Regions from separate parts of the Gasterosteus aculeatus genome. Here region 2 is linked to region 1. The links are chromatin contacts, called in public Hi-C maps. All regions are on one chromosome and are shown on one strand. The core of a region is the stretch at or near the end of the contact, and the rest is flanking DNA. Distances in the headings are between cores, read along the strand shown.

What was found. A called contact is a pair of places that touch in the nucleus more often than the background predicts.
Region 2: a contact with region 1 is called in a Hi-C map of skeletal muscle, with 6 times the contacts expected there. The contact joins the enhancer-like site here to the promoter of LOC120831325 in region 1. A contact is called at or near these places in 3 of 6 Hi-C or Micro-C datasets (skeletal muscle and whole body).

The regions. Positions count from the first base shown.
Region 1 is chr13:9,255,750-9,259,507 of fGasAcu3.hap1.1, reverse strand. LOC120831325 (melanopsin-A) reads right to left here and starts at 1,591. Exons shown (of 10, transcript XM_040196706.2): 1 at 1,205-1,591; 2 at 610-1,071. The coding sequence starts at 776.
Region 2 is chr13:9,362,358-9,366,115 of fGasAcu3.hap1.1, reverse strand. bmpr1ba (bone morphogenetic protein receptor, type IBa) reads right to left here. Exons shown (of 13, transcript XM_040196122.2): 4 at 3,263-3,425; 5 at 3,033-3,132; 6 at 2,566-2,665; 7 at 1,841-1,937; 8 at 1,615-1,753; 9 at 1,281-1,473; 10 at 60-357. Among protein-coding and RNA genes, the nearest start is that of LOC144386373, 24 kb to the right of the region's middle. Within about 2 kb of position 1,670, at least 1 of the 9 cell types and tissues checked has open chromatin away from gene starts, as enhancers often do.

The DNA.
Region 1 (3,758 bases), core at 342-2,841:
TAGAAATGAACATTCACACATTGTGAATTTAAATGGACTGCGTGAATTCCACAATTAATTTGAACTTCATTCAGAAGTTGATTCATCAGGTGGAAAAGGCTGATTTAGAAATTTAACCAGTTATAACAAAAGACACATTTTAAATTGCATCTGAAAAATCCCAATACAGTATGATAAGCATTAAATGCCTCAGTCATACATCACACATATCTGGGATAATCTTCATCAGGGGTCTTTAAATATTTCTCAAGGAAACATTACTAAGACGAACTGCTCATTCGACCGGTGTCAACCAGAACACTGAGATGCAAAAATGATTTATAAGATAATCCCCCCCTTTAACTCTCTGTAACCTGAGAGACGTGGAAGATACTGCCACTTGCTCTGCAGGGAAATAAACCCTCAAGTTTGATTGGGATGCGTTTGCCGCTTAAGTCAATCAGGCGTCTTGCACCTCCACACAACCCAGTCCCCCTGTCTGTCCATCCTGCGAGACAATCACATGAGTGATTACAACGTCCCCTTGAGACTCTGATTGAAGGACAGAGACGTACATCGAAAATATAAAAATGTAAATCAGAACAACAACATCTGCTTGAACCAACCCACCTATAGACGGCAAGCATAACCAGCGCGTTGCCAGTGATGCCCAGCGTCCCGATGACGACGACAAATACAGCAACGATGTAGTGAGCATGGTCAGGCACGTCCACCTTGTTGATGAAGCTTCTCTGGGTGTGGGCGTTGTCTGGCTCCATGCTCTCAGTGGACCACATGGCTCAAACACCTTATCAGGACTGCCAACCTGGCAGGGTGCAGTGGGTTTAGAACTTTGCTTTGCTTGTGCCGGGGCTCCATGGTGGTATCATCTGCACAGGAGGTCCAAGGGACGTGCACGGTGTCTTCTTCAGGTCGTCATACAGTGATGTCCAGATTAATCCCCTTCAGCGAGGGAAGCCCTTTTTCTTCGTAAATCATCCAAGCAGCAGGCCACTTTGGACTGAATAGAGGGGGGAGGGGGGGGGGGGGGTTTACCTTGTGAAGTCCAAACGTTTACTTCTAGAGTAAATACTGGAAAAGAAAAGGTTATCTGTAAAAAAAATGTATAAATATTTTGGAAAATTCCAAATGTTATCTAGACTTAATGTCAATTCATATTATAAATGTTGTCGGTAGAAAAAAAAAAGGAAAATTCCTCTTTTACTTCTTCGTCCAGCCGTGTTCGGTGCTGCCCGCCGTCCGTGGCCGTGCCGTCACCAGTTAATCTCCAAATGAACCAAATGTTGAATCCATTCTGTTAATCCACTGTGGTCTGCGGTTCAACAAATTGTCCTCCAACTAATGCGTCCCGTTTGACACTTGGGTTACCGAGTTGGTAATGTATATTAAATCCCCCACTCGTTGCACATTGTCACTGTCCGTCCACTCGGCGTCAGCCTGCTGCCTCCTCGCCCATCCACACCAGCCGTGCAACAAGCTCCGAATCGGAGGCCTGTCTCTGTCCTATCCGCTCACCTCCCTCTATGCGTCTCCCTCTCGCTCTCCCATGTTGCTCTTCGTTGCTCTCTTAGCCCTTCCCTCTTGTCATGCTTTTGCTTCTCCTCAAACATACTGCCATCTCTCCTTTCTCTCTCTCTCTCTCTCTCTCTCTCTCCCTCCCTCCCTCCCTCTCCCCCACCCCTCATGTAATACAGCCCAGCCTTGAGCTCTAACCCTTTAACTAAGACATTCTTACATAACAGACACCATGTTCACTAACTCTACCAGTATTAACAGGCATTAAAAACCGCCAGTTTTGTTAACTATACGTACACACTACAATGCAAACACGTCACCTTTCATGACTATTGATTCGCATGCATTACGGCCATCCGACTAACAGGCTGACCAGTCTGTGGAGCCTCTTGCTTGCATGCATGCAGGCGAGCTCTCGCGCATGTTCCCTCGCCCAAACAGTGCTCGCTCTGCGGCGGCATCATTATGTTCACAGTCCCCAACTCACAGATATTTTAAGATCACTCATGAAATCACAGTAATTGGTCTTCCCATTCCCAACGTATTCACCACAGCTCACAGGGCATGCATCATCCTGCATGCACACACTTCTCGCACAAAACAAGCACTTTTGTTAAAAAAAAGTGGAAGGGAAATACCATTGTACAATTTATCTAAATAAGCACATTCAAAGGCTTTCTCTTAATCTCCCCCTATAGTACAACCGTGGAAAAAAATGCTTATCACATGATCTAATTCTCGTTTGTTCACTCAGGTTTCTTTTTGTATTATGGTGAAATCATGAACATTCTTTTTAATGGGGATTGGTTGTTCAATGCACAATTTCAATTTATGTTTCCATTCAAACAAAACGATGCCAGCGAAGAACTTCATTAATTGTGGTGCTAATATCATCGTGATCCAATTCAAAAGGGCAAACAGACATTTTGATTTATTCTTCTTTGGACTGCCGACGGGACATCGGAAGGAAGCACGCCTCATCTGATGGTTATTGCTTTTTATGGTGCTGGATATGTTGTAAAGGAGATGAAGGGAATAAAGGGAGGTGAAGGATTCAGAGCTTAGACAGATGTGTGAACTAAGCCTCTGCAGCAAGGGATAGCCTTAATCTGCGCCCTGTGCATGCATGTGGATCAGTGTTTGATCTGATAGGAATAAGAACCCAACATGTAATTGTTTGTCAGATGCGTGTGCGTCTTTCCACACATTATTCCACACACTTTCACATATGTATTTGAGGACTACATCCTATTCCCAAAGCACACACAACAGATGTTCTCAGTGATTCTGCCGGGCTTGATAGCCTAAACTGGTTTAAGTTTACGTCAGCACAGAAGGGAACTGTACACCAGTACATCTGGTGCTACGTAAATGTTAATGCTAATGTCAAACACATTTTAATAAGGAAGTACACCATTTTAAATTCATAAATCCGGTGAAATGTGATGTTGATTTGCCTGACTGACTTTTTTTCCACATAAAAGCCTGTTACAGACCAGACTTTTGACAACTCAGCACAATTGTTGTTTGGCTTGTAAAGTTTACTAAATTACTATGTCTTCAAAATGGAAAGCATCCATAGGATTTCATAGATTTCAAGCATTTCATAGTTTAAAGAGCCTACTTTGATCTGTTGGTAAATGTTTTCCAAAGTGTTTCCATTTAATATATTCCTGTTTCTACATATTCCTTTGTTAGGTTATAAGTCCATGTCCCTCATCTTCTTCTCTGTAGCTTCCTCTCTGTTTCACCATCTGGATGAGTGACCTTGTCTGGATGGAAAAACGCATCAGTGGTGTTGCATTCACACAGCGAAGCAGGTCAGAATTCCACATGTCAATGAGTTCTATTAGTATTGAACAAACTAGTGGCTTTGGTTTGAATCGTGTGTTGTAGTTAGCTTTTGGCAGACGATGGAAAAATACTAATTACTATTGAGTGGTGCTGGCCATGTGACCAGGACTGTGTCCTCAAACCCAAAAGTCAGTTGGAGATCAATATTTCACTACTGAGGGAGGCAGGTCATAGATAATGTACAAAGCACCAGGAGGGTTGTGGAGTGTGATTCGATGCATGAATCAATTTCAGCCCATTCAAGAAGGTGCAGAAGTTCTCTGCAACATGAAGTTGCCTATTTCACAATTCCTCCTTTCCTCCTGAAGCAAAGAGGTCCCGGGTAGTTGCGTTACCTGCAAATAACCTGCAAGATATCCTGCATAAACAACCACCAGAACATGATGTGT
Region 2 (3,758 bases), core at 421-2,920, 110 kb before region 1:
ATAACAAAGGGAAACATTTTATACTAGTATTTCTTCACGGCAAAAAATGCTTCCCTCACCTGATAAACTTGACCGACAGCCCCAGGTCAGCTATACAGCAGGTCCCGTTCCTTTTCACCAGTATGTTCTTACTCTTCAGGTCCCTGTGAGCGATGGAAGGTTTGGCCTGAGTGCCTATGATCCCGTTGTGGAGGTGACAGAGGCCTCTGACGGAGGAGTAGGCCAGTCGCAGCATGGCTCTGTTGTCTAGAGTAGTCGACTTCAGGTAGTCATACAGGGAGCCGTTTTCATGGTAGTCCGTGATTAGGTAGAGTTGGGTCCAGGAGCCGGTTCCTTTAATATCAGCAGCTATAAAACCTGGAAATATACGAGTTAAGAGGAGTTAAACAGATTTGTTTACTTAAGAAGAAGCAAATATGTAAAGTCACTATAGACAAAGGCAAATAATAATAATTATATATATATTACTACTAAATTAATCTAATCTAAATTAAGGTGTGTGAAAGCTTCCTTTTCATATGTCACATCACAACTACCGAAGTACATCTGTCTTAATTAGTTTAGTTTAGTTTAAATTACTTTTAAAACTAATCATGCAAGGTCTGTATACAGTACATTTAAGTCATTTTAAACATTATATATTAAGTTTATTTTTAGAAAGATGTCCTGTATCCCTCAATTATATAATGCTATCTTGGCAAAGTATTTCCTGTGGAGGTATTTACTGTCTGCAAATAGTCTGTCTTCCAGTTTACTGGCAAGTGATCTTTTGCCCCACTACTTAATTGCTATGCAACCTGTAGTGTTTAATTATACAAGCCTTGGCTGGCAGTCTGTTGTTGTCTTCTTTATAATGTGTCGGGGTGTATGGTCTCTTGGCTATAATTGATTTGTTTTGGCAGTGAGTGCAGTGCAGGGCAGCATAGTTAATAATGGACACAGTCCCAGTTCAACTGTGGCGTGTATTTACTGTTAATTCTGCAGTCACCTCTCGACACACCAGTTCATCCATCCGTTCATCCATAATTCAGGGTTGTTTTGTTTAACTGATACTATATGAGAAAGACTTATTTATTGCTTTTCCTTCAAATTCATGTTGGGCTCTTTGTTAACTGGGATGGAGCACACCGAGTTTTCTTTGATTCACTTGAAAGACAATAATTAAAAACACAAACAAATAACAGACGGTTGCGTTGTGTCTAAATCGATATGAATAGAGACGAATCTGAATGTCAGTAACAAGGGGGAGAAAAAGACACAGAGACAGACACCAGTCTTACCCAGTATGTTCTCATGTCTCATTAGGACTGTCTGGTAGATCTCAGTCTCTCTGAACCAACTAGCCTCCTCAGTGGTGGTGAAGACTTTGACCGCCACCTTTTCTCCCCTCCATCTGCCCATCCACACCTCGCCGTACCTCCCCTTGCCGATCTGCTTCACCATATAGATCTGCTTGGCTATTGTTCGCTGCACCTAAAGAAGAGCCGAAGATGGAAAACGGGGGGGTTGGTTTTAGCGTATTCAGCTCCTCACACGTCGAGTGGAACCTCAAATGAGGTTTTGTGGGACTCTCGGACTGGAAATGAGACCTCGGCTGCAACACGAGTATCTCACCAATAGAGGGAGCCCCGAGCCTGAGCCAGAGCTTTGCGACTGCTCTATCAGGTCCCTCAGAGACTCTCCGGGGGGGATGTAGGTCTCATCCTGCTTCAGACCAATGCTGTACCGCCCGCGAGACTCCTGACGTCTATACCTGTAAAAACACAGTTATTTGGCGTTCCTTGTCACAAAGGAGGAGGAAAAAAAAGTATTATAAGGAATACAAACTCTCTGTAATCACCTGAAGTAGCAGAAGACAATAATGAAAACCAGGATAACGCTGCACACAATGACTGAGATTGTCATGGCTTCGTTGTGGATGTTTCCATCTACATAGACTGGAGAGGGGAGAATGAAAAGGTCAGAAATAATGTGTGCACTGCAGCAACAGAGGAAAATTCTAATTATATGGAGAAGAGGGAAAATATTAAGGAATAAGGATTCATGAAATACTATCAGAACAAAAAATAAGTGCAACCAATGGACATTCTTAAGAAGAAAGGTTGGATACGTTTTCTGGTCCAGATACTCAAATGAAAACCTGTAAAAAAAACTCAACCTCTAAGGGAAATAATACGATGAAATCAATCATTCCCACAAGTCACTTGAACGGAACCGCCGTCCCGTAAATCAAGCACAGATCACATTGCGCTCGAGCAACGTCAGCCCAGTCGATGGATTCTCTTCCTGATCCGCTTTTGCAAGCGGCAGGACTGTCTGACACTCCTGCTGTCTCCCCCCATTTAAGCCATCTTTATCTCTCTGACAACGTCATAATATCTCTATCTCTGAACGCCATGTGCTCTAACGGCATCCTTCACAGTCCTCGGCCCCGTCCATGTCAATGCCACACTGTTGTTGTTACCCGTCAGCTGGAGAACAAGGCGTTCTTAAAAAACGATTCTTGTGTTACACGGTGAAGAAAGAGTTGTGGACGGACGAGATAAGAGAGACAGAAAAACTTACGAGGTGGTTTGAGTGGCGGCAGTATGGGATGCAGGTTTTTGTTACAGTAATCCTCGTCTGTACAGCACTCCAGTGATCTGCGTTGAGAGTTTCCCCTCTCCTGGAAGACACACAAGTTTACTTCTAATTTCTCTTTTTGTTTTTGTGTTTTTGTGTTCACTGTGTTGATTAAATCGCTGAATTTTATTGTATTGGTTTTGCTACTACCTGCCTCCCCATGGTGTGATAGCAGATTTTTAGTAATAATTATTTTATTATAATTATAATTTGATTTGAACTACTAATCTAATATTAAAAAAGAAAAATGTAATTAATCTGAAATAAAAAATATTTTCAGTAACAGCTTTAAATGTAATGACACAAGTATAAATGGTTAGGTCAGAAAAAATCTGCTTCCTTCTATCGAAATCAATATCTTAGATAGAGCATGTTAGAGAGAGGGTAACAAAAGGCAGAGGTGCACTCACCCTACACTGAAATTCTGATCCCCGGAGGCCGAGGCATCCCGCCGTTAGGACCGGCACTCCTCCCTCGTCCTCCACCATCGTGAAACAATAGCCATCAGTCCTGGAAAAACATTACACAGTATTATTAGCAGCGTAATTAAAGCAACCACTGAGACAAGATCAGGTTAAATCACGCACAAACGTGTGTTAGCTTGGCCGATTCATCGTTAATCCTTAATCCCTTACGGTACCTGCACGTGTTGTTGGTTGAATCTTCGGGGCAGTGGTGATAACAGTGACACCACAGTAGCCGTTGGAGGGACAATGATGGAGCTGTGCTGCCACTGGTCTCCTTCCCACTCTCCCTTGACTCCTTACTGGATGCTCTTAGTAGCATACTGTCCAATATATTGCCTATAAAAAAAATAGAAATCAGACATTTGATTAGGAGTGAAACAGGGAAAAAACACATGTATGAATCTCAGATACATAATACATTTAAACAGAGGAAAAAGGACCAGTGCTGCCGCGTACAGCTTTGCATCATTGATGCCATCAAGCATTAATTTGGGTTCATGCTACTGGAGGGTGTTTAGACTACAAAATATCCCTGATAAATTTGTAAAAAATCATATTAAGAAAGCTTTTAAGTAATGATTAAATAGCAACGATATATGAATGTGACATTGGTTAACCATGCTCCAACATATTTCAAAAAGGTGTATCTGCCGCTGCTTTTCATAATTT